Linked DNA regions of Ovis canadensis: region 2 is linked to region 1. The links are chromatin contacts, called in public Hi-C maps. All regions are on one chromosome and are shown on one strand. The core of a region is the stretch at or near the end of the contact, and the rest is flanking DNA. Distances in the headings are between cores, read along the strand shown. Region 1 has its middle 16 kb from the start of SHCBP1L. Region 2 overlaps NMNAT2 (nicotinamide nucleotide adenylyltransferase 2).

Region 1 (5,527 bases), core at 1,465-3,964:
CATGCGAACTCTTAGCTGTGGCAGGCAGAATCCAGCTTCCTGACCAGGGATCAAACCTCTGGGATTGGGAGCTCAGAGGCTTAGCCATTATCCCACCAGGGAAGTCCCCCAATGATACAATTTCTAACTTGTTCCCATTTACACATGGAGAAACCGAAGTTCAGAAAGGCCAATAACGCTTCTTGAAGTTGCCTAGCTTGAGAGGGGCTGAGCTGAGCAGTCTTTTTCCAGAGCCTGAGGCCTAACTGAACTGGCTCCCGGTGCCCTTTCCTTTGCAGTTTACGCTTGATGTTCCTTAGTAATGTGACAAAAGATGTCTCCCACCTCCAGTCTATGCCCTCTGGGAAGCCTTGACTCTGGGAATTCCATAGACAGTTTAAAGTCAGGGGTAGAAGAGCTAGCCCAAGCCTTTTTGTCCCCCTAGGAAGCCTCTTATTTCCTCTAGTACAATGGCCTTCTTCTCTTTCATATATTTCAATACTCTTCAAAACTTAGACAAAGAGCTACTATTTGATTCTTTAAAATGTTTTTTTATTATGACAGAAATACATGCGCATTGAAAACTTTTAAGAAAAAGAAAACATGAAACTATGTAAAGAACCACATAGTCCACCCACCCCTAAATCCCTAAGATAATGCTCTTAACATGTTTGTGGATTTTCCTGTGCACATACAGCTTCAAGTGTGTTTTTTCATATATGGTAATGTGGTAAACAGGCTTCCCTGGTGGCTCAGCAGTAAAGAATCTGCCTGCTAGGCAGTGGTGTCGGTTCCACCCCTGGGTCAGGAAGATCCCCTGGAGAAGGAAATGGCAGCCCACTCCAGTATTGTTGCCTGGGAAATCCCATGGACAGAGGAGCCTGAGGGCTATAGTTCATGGAGTCGCAGAAGAGTCAGACACGAGTCAGCAAGTAAACAGCAACAATGTGATAAACACTTTCCCAACATTCTTCAGGGCAACAGCTATGTTTATTTGGGTTACTATTATACATCCAGGGCCTAGCACAGTACCTGGCACACAGCAATTAGCACCTAGTTATTAATTTCTAATTATTTGATTTAATAAATATTAGTTGATCGAATGACTGACATTATATATCCTTCCAAAACTTTCTAAAGCCCACATAATTATGAATCTCTGAGATAAAGTGTAACTGTGAAATCACATTAAGATGGTGCATGACTCATTTCCAGCTGTTTCACCAGGGAAAGACAAAACCGTATAACACAAAGAAGCCTGGGGCAGGAGTCAGGCTGGCAGGGCTCTAGCTTAGTTCAGCTATCCTACGTATAACAATACACACTCCATTTTAACTTCCTAATACTTCGGTTTCCTCATTTGTGATGTGAAGAGGTTGATTGGACTGCTTGCTAATATTCATTTCTATTTTTACTCTATACCATTTTCTTTCTTTGCAAGGGTGTTGCTGTAGTACATAAATACATTTTATGTTAAAACATTTAAGTAATACAGAATTACATGGGGTAGAAGATAAAGTTTCCATCTTACAACCACTCCCATCCCCAGTACCATTCTTCTCCCCAAAGGTGACAGTGAGTATAGTTTGATGTCTTTAGGTCCTTCTAATGTTTTTATATATGTCCAAATATAAATTTGTAATTTAAAAATCCATAAATGGGATATTATCTGTATTATTCTATAGAACTGCTTCTTATCCTTTTCCCCATTTCTCTACAATATATTTTGGGGGCCCTTTCTGAGTCAGCATATCCAAATTGGCTTTATTTTGGTAAATTGGGTGTTACCATCAGTTATTTACACCACCAGCAACAGATGTAGGTTGTTTCCAGTTTTATGCTATTATAAACAGTGCAATAGTAAATAAGGTACTGCAGGCTGTAGCAATTAGGAGCATGAACTTTGGACTTAAGACCGTGTGCATTTGAATCCTGGCTCCTTCACGTTATAGTGGTTACTTAACCTTTCTGTGCCTCAGTTTCCTCAACAGTAAAGTGGAGAATATGGATTTTAGGAAAAACCCGATCAGCATAGAGTTCTTCAACTCTATATGGCACACCGTTAAGTGTTAAATGCTATTATCGTCATCATTATAATCATTATGTATAACATCTTTGTGCACCTACACAAGGGAGTTGATTTCTAAAGATGGAATTACTGGGTTAAAGTTAAGCACATTTAAGAGTTTGACAAGTTTTGCCAAACTGCCTTCCTGAAAGTCTTTAAGGATTCCTACTTTCATCCACAGTGGTTAAGAGTGCCTTTCTTACGTTGGTCACTATCCATTTTACATATATTTGCTCTCCTATGAGAGATCTGTGCTGATTAGCTCTTGTCATTCTTAGTGTCCTTTATTGTCAAGACTGAAGTGTAAGGCTTCTGGTGGGCGTCCAGGCGCGTTTGGGCCACTAGCTCTTCACCAGAGGAGCTAGAGTCCGCGGCTTCGGGTTCTGCTTTGTCCACAGCCCGCGCTGCCTCTCTTTAGTGGAATGCATGTGCCCTGAAACATGTCTGCTGCTTCTTTTCTTTTGGGTGGTTTACGTAAAGTGAAATTAAAATCCCGTATTTACCTCAAAAAGAGCTAAAAGCAACAGCAGAACACCAAACAAATATCCGGGAGTAAGCGCTCATTGCCAGAGTTTAAAGATTTAACAGACATCACATTTGAGGCGAAAGAAATGTTAGACTTTAAAGAAATGTGTCTGAGCTTGTCCTTTAGCAAACTGGTGTGCAGCCTCCTTCTGAGTCAGGGCTGGAGCTGGCGGGGCTAAAGGAATGCTTCAGGCTCCACCCAGCCCTGTGGGATTAAACCATGCAGAAGCTCTCTAGTGCCCTCTTCTGGCCAAATTGAGGAGCTACATGCTTGTCAGAATGTTCCTGTATCCTCCCAACATTCAGAATATTTGTTTACAAAGTTAACAAAAAGAGTTAAGGAAGAGGGGAAATTTGGTGTTTTAAGAGAGAAAAATTAAATTGCTGACTGGAGTGTTTATTAATATCTATTTTTTTCAATTGAGAAAACCAAAAGGAAAAACAAATATAACTATTTTTCACAGCATCCTATTGAGTACACTTTCAAAACAATGAAAACCATATATCCACCCTACAAAACTTCTACAATTCCTAGACCTTCAGATACACTCACTCAGTGTTTCCTGACCAATACAAACCTTATTTAAATAAAAGGGAGGGGATATATGTATACCTATGGGTGATTCATGTTGAGATTTGACAGAAAACAGCAAAAATCTGTAAAGCAATTATCCTTCGATTAAAAAATTAATTAATTAAATAAAAAATAAATGCTTAACATACAGAAAAATGTGAAAATAATATGCTAGCATCATTAAGGACTTTATAAAACTATAGCTACTCCTTATTTACCTGTGTTCTTTATATCTGAATTGTCCTCTGGGAATGACCGGGTGAAACAGAAAACTTTTCTCCCCCTTGCAGCTGTCAGAGTTGAAGGTTTTCCTCTGACTTCCTTCAGATCTTTACTCAGAAGTCAGCTAATTCAGAAGTCAGCTGAATTTAATTTTGAATGCCTGAACACCTAAACGATGGCTAGAACAAATGGAAATTGAATCTTCCCAATTGCCATTCTTGATCTAGTTTCCCCCTGCTCCCTTCACTTTCCAAAGCATGCCAAACTCATGACCTACCCCCAAAGACATAGTGACTATCTGAGTAGATATCTACAGTTTCACCTTCTGCTAGCATGCAAGCTCTAGATAAAGTATAGACTTTTGTGTGCTGGGCTGAAGTAGCAGTCATCAGCAGGGCTGCCTCGATAGCTTCAAAGGAGGAGGTGACTGCATACCCAGCACAATATTCACCTTTGCCATTTTTCAAATAAGAAACATCCATAAATCATGCATTAGCAATAGTAGTTTCTTGTAAGTCAGCTCTAAGGATTAATAACTGCTGAGTCAGTTATTAATGAGTTATTATGAGGAGTTTGGTGAGTAGGTAAAGGGACAGGCTTGCACGGTTCAAGTTGTTGCAGTGAGAAAGGGTTGTGTGAAGAGAAGTCAGTAACCATATTTCATATGAAGTAAGATGGCTTGCAGAAAGGTGTTTATGGTGATGAGACTTGAGGCCAGGCTATATCACATGGGGAGTACAGATGATGAGTGGACAGCCCATAACTGTTTGCTCAGTTGGTTTTGCAAGAGTTGCTACCACTGAAGTAGCTCCCAGGCATGGGGGAAGACCTCTGGTTACAGAGTCTAATTGTTGACTGCAATTGCCAAGGGGTCAATGATGACCTGTGTGCCTTTTAATAAGCACTTCTAGGGCATTCTTTTCCCCTTCTTATACAAAGAGGAAAATAAGAAGCTGGTAATTAGGATGTCCTAAAGCAGAGACTGAGAAGTCTGCTTTTCAGGTTCTGGAAAGCCATAAAATGTGTTTTCCTCCCCCCCTAAGAGATCTGGTCTTTCAGCTTTGAGCAATGCATAAAGAGATTGGGCAATGAAGAAAAAGTTAGGTATCCAGTTCCTGCAGTATCTGGCCAGACCCCAAAATCCTTGAAGTTGTCTTTCAGTCTGTGGGAAATCTGAGACCCTGTGGATCCTATTAGGTTCTAAAAGGAGTCCTTGATCTGAGATCAAGTGTCCTGGGTATTTGATCTGAATTTGAGCAAGATGTCATTTCTTTAGAGACCTGAAGACCTTTAGTTACTAACAGCTTGAGGAGACAGATCCTATCTTGCTCACTTGCTTCCTTGGAAGAGGAGCAGAAAAGAAGTTTGTCAACATATTTTAAGAGGGTAGACACTTGTGGAAAATCGACATCTGCTAAATCTGCTTTTAGGATCTGTGAAAAGTAGAGAAAACTTTCGGTGTAGTCGGGTGTATTATTGTCCTTTCCACATGAAAGTGAGTAAAGATTGACTCAGGATCCACAAGGTATGCTGAAAAGCGCATTATAGAGATTTATCATAGTGAAAATTTTACTCTCTGTAGGTACGGCAACCCACTCCAGTATTCTTGCCTGAAAAGTCTCATGGACAGAGGAGCCTGGTGGGCTACCGTCCAAACGATCGCAAGGAGTCGGACACGACTAAACGACTAAGCACAGAAGATCCCCTGGAGAAGGAAATGACAACCTCCTCCAGTACTCTTGCCTGGAAAATCCCATGGAAGGAGGAGCATGGTGGGCTACAGTCCATGGGGTCGCAAAGAGTCGGACACGACTGACTTCATTTCACTAATTGCCACTAAAAGGGTGTGAGGGTTGGAGACAACTGGATGACAAGGGATGACAATGTTATTAACAGCCCTCAGATCTTGGACAAATCTTCACCCTCTTCCTTGGATTTCTTAACAGGGAATACAAGGACTGGTGCCAGGGACTAGGGAGCCTTGTGTCTCATATTCCTCTATGATTGATTAATTCCTGCTAAGGCCTCAGGATTTAAAGGATACTGTTCAATATTAGGAAAAGGCTTACCAGAGTCAATATAAATTTGAATTCAGTTAAGTTCAGTTCAGTTGCTCAGTCACGTGCGACTCTGCAACCCCATGGACTGCAGCATACCAG
Region 2 (5,527 bases), core at 1,230-3,729, 310 kb before region 1:
GATGTACTGGGGCTGTGGCAGTGGGGGTGGACTTGACGCTCATTTATTCAGTCATCTTCCCACCTGACCGGCACCCTGGGGATCGGAGCACCCAGCCTGGCTACTCCCAGAGGTGCAGCAGATCCAGACCAAGCGGGGACCCCACGTCTGTGCAGCTGAAGGGGCTGAGAATGCCCATCCGCAGCACGAGCAGAAGGGCGATTGGATGAAGCAGACCCTCAGGGCTCACTCCAGAGGATTTTCTAGAGCCTGGAATGCTAACCTCCCCACCCTCAAGCACCCACAAAACTCTGTGGGATCCTTAGAATCATGCCATCTGAACAGAAAAAAACATGGAGCTGTTTCCTTACATAATGAGTGTGACTCTCAGGCCACAACAGAGGTGTGCCAGAAATATCACATGTAATTTATTCATACCTAATGAAAATTCAACTCCAAATCACTATCCCCAGGGATGATGGGAAATAGGTCTCAGTCATTGCTGACCAGCAGAACCTGAGAGGCTCTTGTGGGCTCCGAACACGAGCATCTCTTCATCGGGGTTGCCACACACATCTTCCCTCTCAGGACCTTGAGGTGGGTGGCCCTCCCCTCTGCCCACCTGGGGAATGGGACTCCTGACTGAGTCTGGAAGCCCCGTGCTGGACACCACCCACCTATGATCCTGCCCCTGTCTTCTTCTGAGGCTTTGCCCTTAGGGCAGGGGGTGGGCTTCACAGATCTCTAGCTTCTTCTAGTGTGGAAGGAGCAGGGGGCAATGGAACCTCTTCTTTCTCCTTGGAAGCTAGCGCCCCTATTGTCTCTTCCCTCCTCAGGACCTCAAGAAACATGTTGTCAGTGTGTTTAAAGCCAGTGACTTCAAAACGTTCTGCTTTCTGCCCTGCAAATTCCTTTCGTAAAGGCTCTGGTTCTCTGATAAAATAGGGTGGGGATTGGACAAAGGTGGACACGGGGAGCATGAAACTAGCTAGCAGCTCAGTGGTTTATCCCACTGTCCCTACTGGGGGAAGGTTGGAGCTTACGGTCTAGGAAGGAAAGGTCTTTCTTTCAAGACTGGTCCAGGGTGAGCCCTGGTGATTCCAATAGAAGCTCTGATCTCAGGTGGCCTCAGCCTGCAGTGGCTTGAAACAGGGTTTCGGTTCCTGCCCAGAGACTGAGGCTGGGTCTCGGAGATGAGAGCACCAAATCCTAGCCGCTAGACCAGCGGTCTGAGACAAGACCCTAGCTCTTCAACTCTGCAGAAAAGAATTCCCACAAAGACAGCAAGGAGTGTAACAAGTGAAGTGTTTATTAGGAGGAGGAGAACACGGTACGTGTGGATAGACACATGGGCGGACTCAGAGAGCTGCGCCCTCGTGATAGTTTGATTCACTTTTATGAGACGTTTCTTCCAGGTTTCCTTTGGCTAATCATTTCGATCTGTCTGGTTCTGGGTATGTATTTGGTATATCTCAGGAGCCTTCCATGTCTATGCACATCTCTCAGCCGAGATGGATTTCACCCAAGAGGCCTGTGGGTAGTTGGCGTCACTCCACTTTTGACCTCTTAAGGAGATTTCTAGTTGGGAGGGTTTCCTTGACTTCGAGAATGGGAAATGTATAGTCTCTTATCTCTTCTCCAGGCAGGGCTCAGCCTCCTCTCTTGATTGTACTGCTACTGATGTTTCAGAGTTTCTGTCCACGGGGAGTGAATTCCAGTTGCTTTCCCTGGTGGGTGGTGGTGGGGTGGGGACATGCTCCATCTACCTGCTGCCTCTGTTCTACCCTCCAGAGTTTGCCTGGAAGCAGCTTGTTTTAGGGATCTCTGTTCCTAACTATGAGATTACTTGGAGTGAGGTATGTGAGAGCCACTTCTGCTCCCAATTTCATTCATTTAGTCCACCCTTTATCAGAACACATTTCTTTTCATTACCCGGTATCCTGAGTGATACTTGATGGCTGCAGACCTGTGCTCAGTGACCATGAGCCTGAGGCTCTGAATCTGCCAATGATGGGGCAGAAAGGTGGGGAAGAGAGCCAGCTTTCTTGGAAAAGTCCTAGGTCCTTGCTCCGCATTCCAGCTTCCCATGCCATCTCCAGAATCCTCAGAAACAAAACAGGGGAGAAGCCACTATTCAAACAGGTCTGGGGGGAACATAGGAGCCTCTCTGCCCTCTGTAAAGAGCACTCACCAGAGGCCACAGGGCAGCAGTGTCCCCACCCAGTCCGAAGCAGCTGGAACAGTCTGTTCCCACAACAGGGCTGCCAAGGCCTCTCTCGGCACACTCACAGACTCTCCATTGAGTCAGTCTTGCTCGTTCTTTTGATTTGGATGCCTGAACCTATGCTCTCCATCCAGAAATGTAATTACACAACCATGCACCCCAACCCAAGCATATCCCTTGGGCATTTCCCAATAGACACAAAGATCCATTAGCCCATAGTGAATTCTGACCTTCTCTGACCAGTGACACACCCCTTCCCCTTACATTCCGTGGAGAGAAAATGCCATACATATTCATCACATTTCTCTCCATGGAACACAGAAGAGTTGCTTCTGCATGGTCTGGCACTTGGCATTTTCATTCTTGATTCCCCAGAGAAAGCAAGATCCAGTTTCCTGGACCCGCTTTTGGAGGTGGGGACCCCAGTCCCCCCCAGCCCATCCCATTCCCAAGCTTTTAATCAGAATAGTCTCCCCCAGGAGACCTGATCTTATCAGAATAGTCCCCCCAGGAGACCTGATCTTTGCTGTGTTGCATCCTGAGGCTGGGCTTCCCTGGTGGGTCAGGTGGTAAAGAATCCACCTGCAATGCAGGAGACCCAGGTTCGATCCCTGGTCAGGAAAAGCCCCTGGAGAAGGGAATGGCTACTCACTTCAGTATTCTTGCCTGGAGAATCCCATGCACAGAGGAGCCTTGTGGGCTGCAGACGACAAAGTCACAAAGAGTCGCTGAGCAACTAAGCACACAGCAGACACACATCCTGACACCAGCAGGGGAGCAGGTACCCAGGCCTGGACCAGGATCTGTGAGAAGGCAAGGCCAAAGCCTAAAAGGTCAAGTCATGACAGATTTGTGAGACAGGAAACGCTTATCCTCCTCCCCTCCCTCAAACAAAGCCCATCGTCTAGTGATCTTATGCTGCCAGCTGCTTTTTCCATTACAGTATAATGGAAGGCAATCTGGCAAATTAATTCTGATTCAGGCGTTCTTTCCTTCCATCAATCTTTCAGCTAATCCTGAGTGCCCAGTATGAATGTAAGTACTTATTTGTCCTGGCAGCACTTGCTAAAACTATCTTACAGTTTTTATTCTATTAGTTCATTATAGTACATGAAATGAAACATATAGAAAGTTTAAAAGAGTTCTTGAACTTAGTAAGCAGTCAATAAATGTTGGCTGTTATTTATTCATTGGTTTTAAAATATTTATTGAGTACCTGTCATGTGCCAGACACTGTTCTAGGGCGGAAAGAACAAAGAAAACAGAATGCATCAAGTTTCCAACCACGTGCTTTGCCTTCTATGGGGGAGACACAATAAACACTCTTCTTGTTTCTCATGGCTTATCTTGGTTAACCCCCGGAGCCCGCCTGAAAGTGGAGTCCATTTACAGATATGGAAACCCGGGCTCACTTGGACTGGACTTGTCCGAGCGTGCGCGCGCTTGTGCATGCTCAGTGGTATCCGTCTCTTTGCAACCCCATAGACTGCAGTCCACCAGCTTCCTCTGTCCGTGGGCTTTCCCAGGCAGGAATACTGGAATTGGTTGCCATTTCTTCCTCCAAGGGATCTTCCTGACCCCAGGGATTGAACCCTCATTTCCTGCATTGGCAGGCGGATTCCTTACCACTGCACCACCTGGGAAACCAGACTTGTCCAAGACCTCTTAGCTATTAACAGCAGAGCAGGACTTCGCACATGTTCAGTTCCCTAATGCAGGTAAGACAGACAGGTGGGAAGAAAGACATGTAGTTCATAGCAGCCCAGCAGCCCAGCTTCCCTGATGGCTCAGACAGTAAAGTGTCTGCCTGCAAAATGTGGGAGACCTGGGTTTGATCCCTGGGTTGGGAAGATCCTCTGGAGAAGGAAATGGCAACCCACTCCAGTACTCTTGCCTGGAAAATCCCATGGACCAAGGAGCCTGGTGTAGTCCATAGGGTTGCAAAGAGTCGGACATGACTGAGTGACTTCACTTTCACTTTCTTTCAGCAGCTTGAGCTGGGGTTTGAATGATGGGCAGGACTGGATTTAAGTGAGTGCAAAGAGAAGGGCTTTAGGGGTTGAGAGAAGGCTGCCAAAGATCCGGTGGTAGGAATAAGACCTTTAGGGGAGATGGTTCTCCTTGGCTGAAAACAGAAGGTTTATCTTGGTCTTTGCCTAGGAAGCTTCTGACTTTTCAGCAAGCAGACAAAATCATTTCAGTTTAATGATTACATGTATTTGCCACTTGAAAATGGTATTTGCATTTTAAATGAGCAAGAGTCAATATTTAACTCAAAGGAATGAACACCTGGAGGTGGAACATCAGGCACCAGAGATGGGCTAATGAGGAAGCTTCTTATTTTATTTTTTTCTTTTTCTTTCTTTTTGTACTTTTCAAAGCCCAGCATTCCACAGGCTGGCTCTAATTGGCTGTGTTCTACATTTTTCCAGCCAACCAGGCATGGGCTAACTGCTTCCTACAGCCACCAGCTATGGGAAAACAACCAAAGAAAATAAACAGAGGAAGAGCCTGGGGCACTGGCCACTCCAGAAGAAATCCCAGGGCTCCAGGACAAATGGAGCAAAGACAAACATTTGGCTTTTCAGGCTCAGATGGTTTTTATCAGACAGTCCCGCCCCAGCCAGGAAGCCCGATGGACACTTCCACCCCAGGGATTAGGCCCCCACACTGATAAGCCTGATGCCGTGTTTCCAGCCCAGGGAAAGGCAGCTTACCCCCTACCCTGGGAGATAGGGTTCTCGTGTGAAAGGCGCTGTTGCTTTGGTTTTCAGGCTTTTGACTTGAGTCTGGAATCCCTTGCCTTCCCACACCCCCAAGCAGATTGGAAATGGGTGTGGGGTTCCTCTGGGAAATCCCCTGGAAGGGTCATTCATTTATTTGCACTAAGGAAGCCATCCTGAAAATGCATTCCCTCACTAGCCTCTGCTCAGCCCTCCCTCCAGAGAGAAGCTGGGTGCAGAACAAGGGTGGAGGATTCTTGCCTGAAATGGGAGGAGCATGTTTCAGATGCCCCTCACCTATTGCGTGGCTTCTGCTGGATGCTCTCACATCTGGTTTAACCTACTCAGAAGTACACAAAATTACATACTCTAGGGGGCGATGTGGAGTAATGAACTGAGGACATAGCTCACTATAAGCCTGGAGAAAAAAAATAAAGATAGATTGTATTTTCAAACCATAAAATTTCAAGTCACTAAACTGCAAGTCTTAAAATGGATCTAGAATTTATTTACAAAACAGAAACAGACTCACAGACTTCGAGAACGAGCTTATGGTTGCCCAGAGTGAGGTGAAAGGAGGAGTGGAAGGATGGAGAGAAGG

Evidence for each region. A called contact is a pair of places that touch in the nucleus more often than the background predicts.
Region 2: a Hi-C map of fibroblasts shows a contact between it and region 1, with 5 times the contacts expected there. The contact joins two enhancer-like sites. A contact is called at or near these places in 2 of 2 Hi-C or Micro-C datasets (fibroblasts and lung).

Annotation. Positions count from the first base shown.
Region 1 is chr12:74,875,913-74,881,439 of ARS-UI_OviCan_v2, reverse strand. No RefSeq gene overlaps it. Among named protein-coding and RNA genes, the nearest start is that of SHCBP1L, 16 kb to the right of the region's middle. Within about 2 kb of position 2,714, the one cell type or tissue checked has open chromatin away from gene starts, as enhancers often do. A contact at or near this core is called in fibroblasts, where this site is marked.
Region 2 is chr12:75,184,058-75,189,584 of ARS-UI_OviCan_v2, reverse strand. The region is part of intron 12 of NMNAT2 (nicotinamide nucleotide adenylyltransferase 2); the gene reads left to right. Among named protein-coding and RNA genes, the nearest start is that of LAMC2, 91 kb to the right of the region's middle. Within about 2 kb of position 2,479, the one cell type or tissue checked has open chromatin away from gene starts, as enhancers often do. A contact at or near this core is called in fibroblasts, where this site is marked.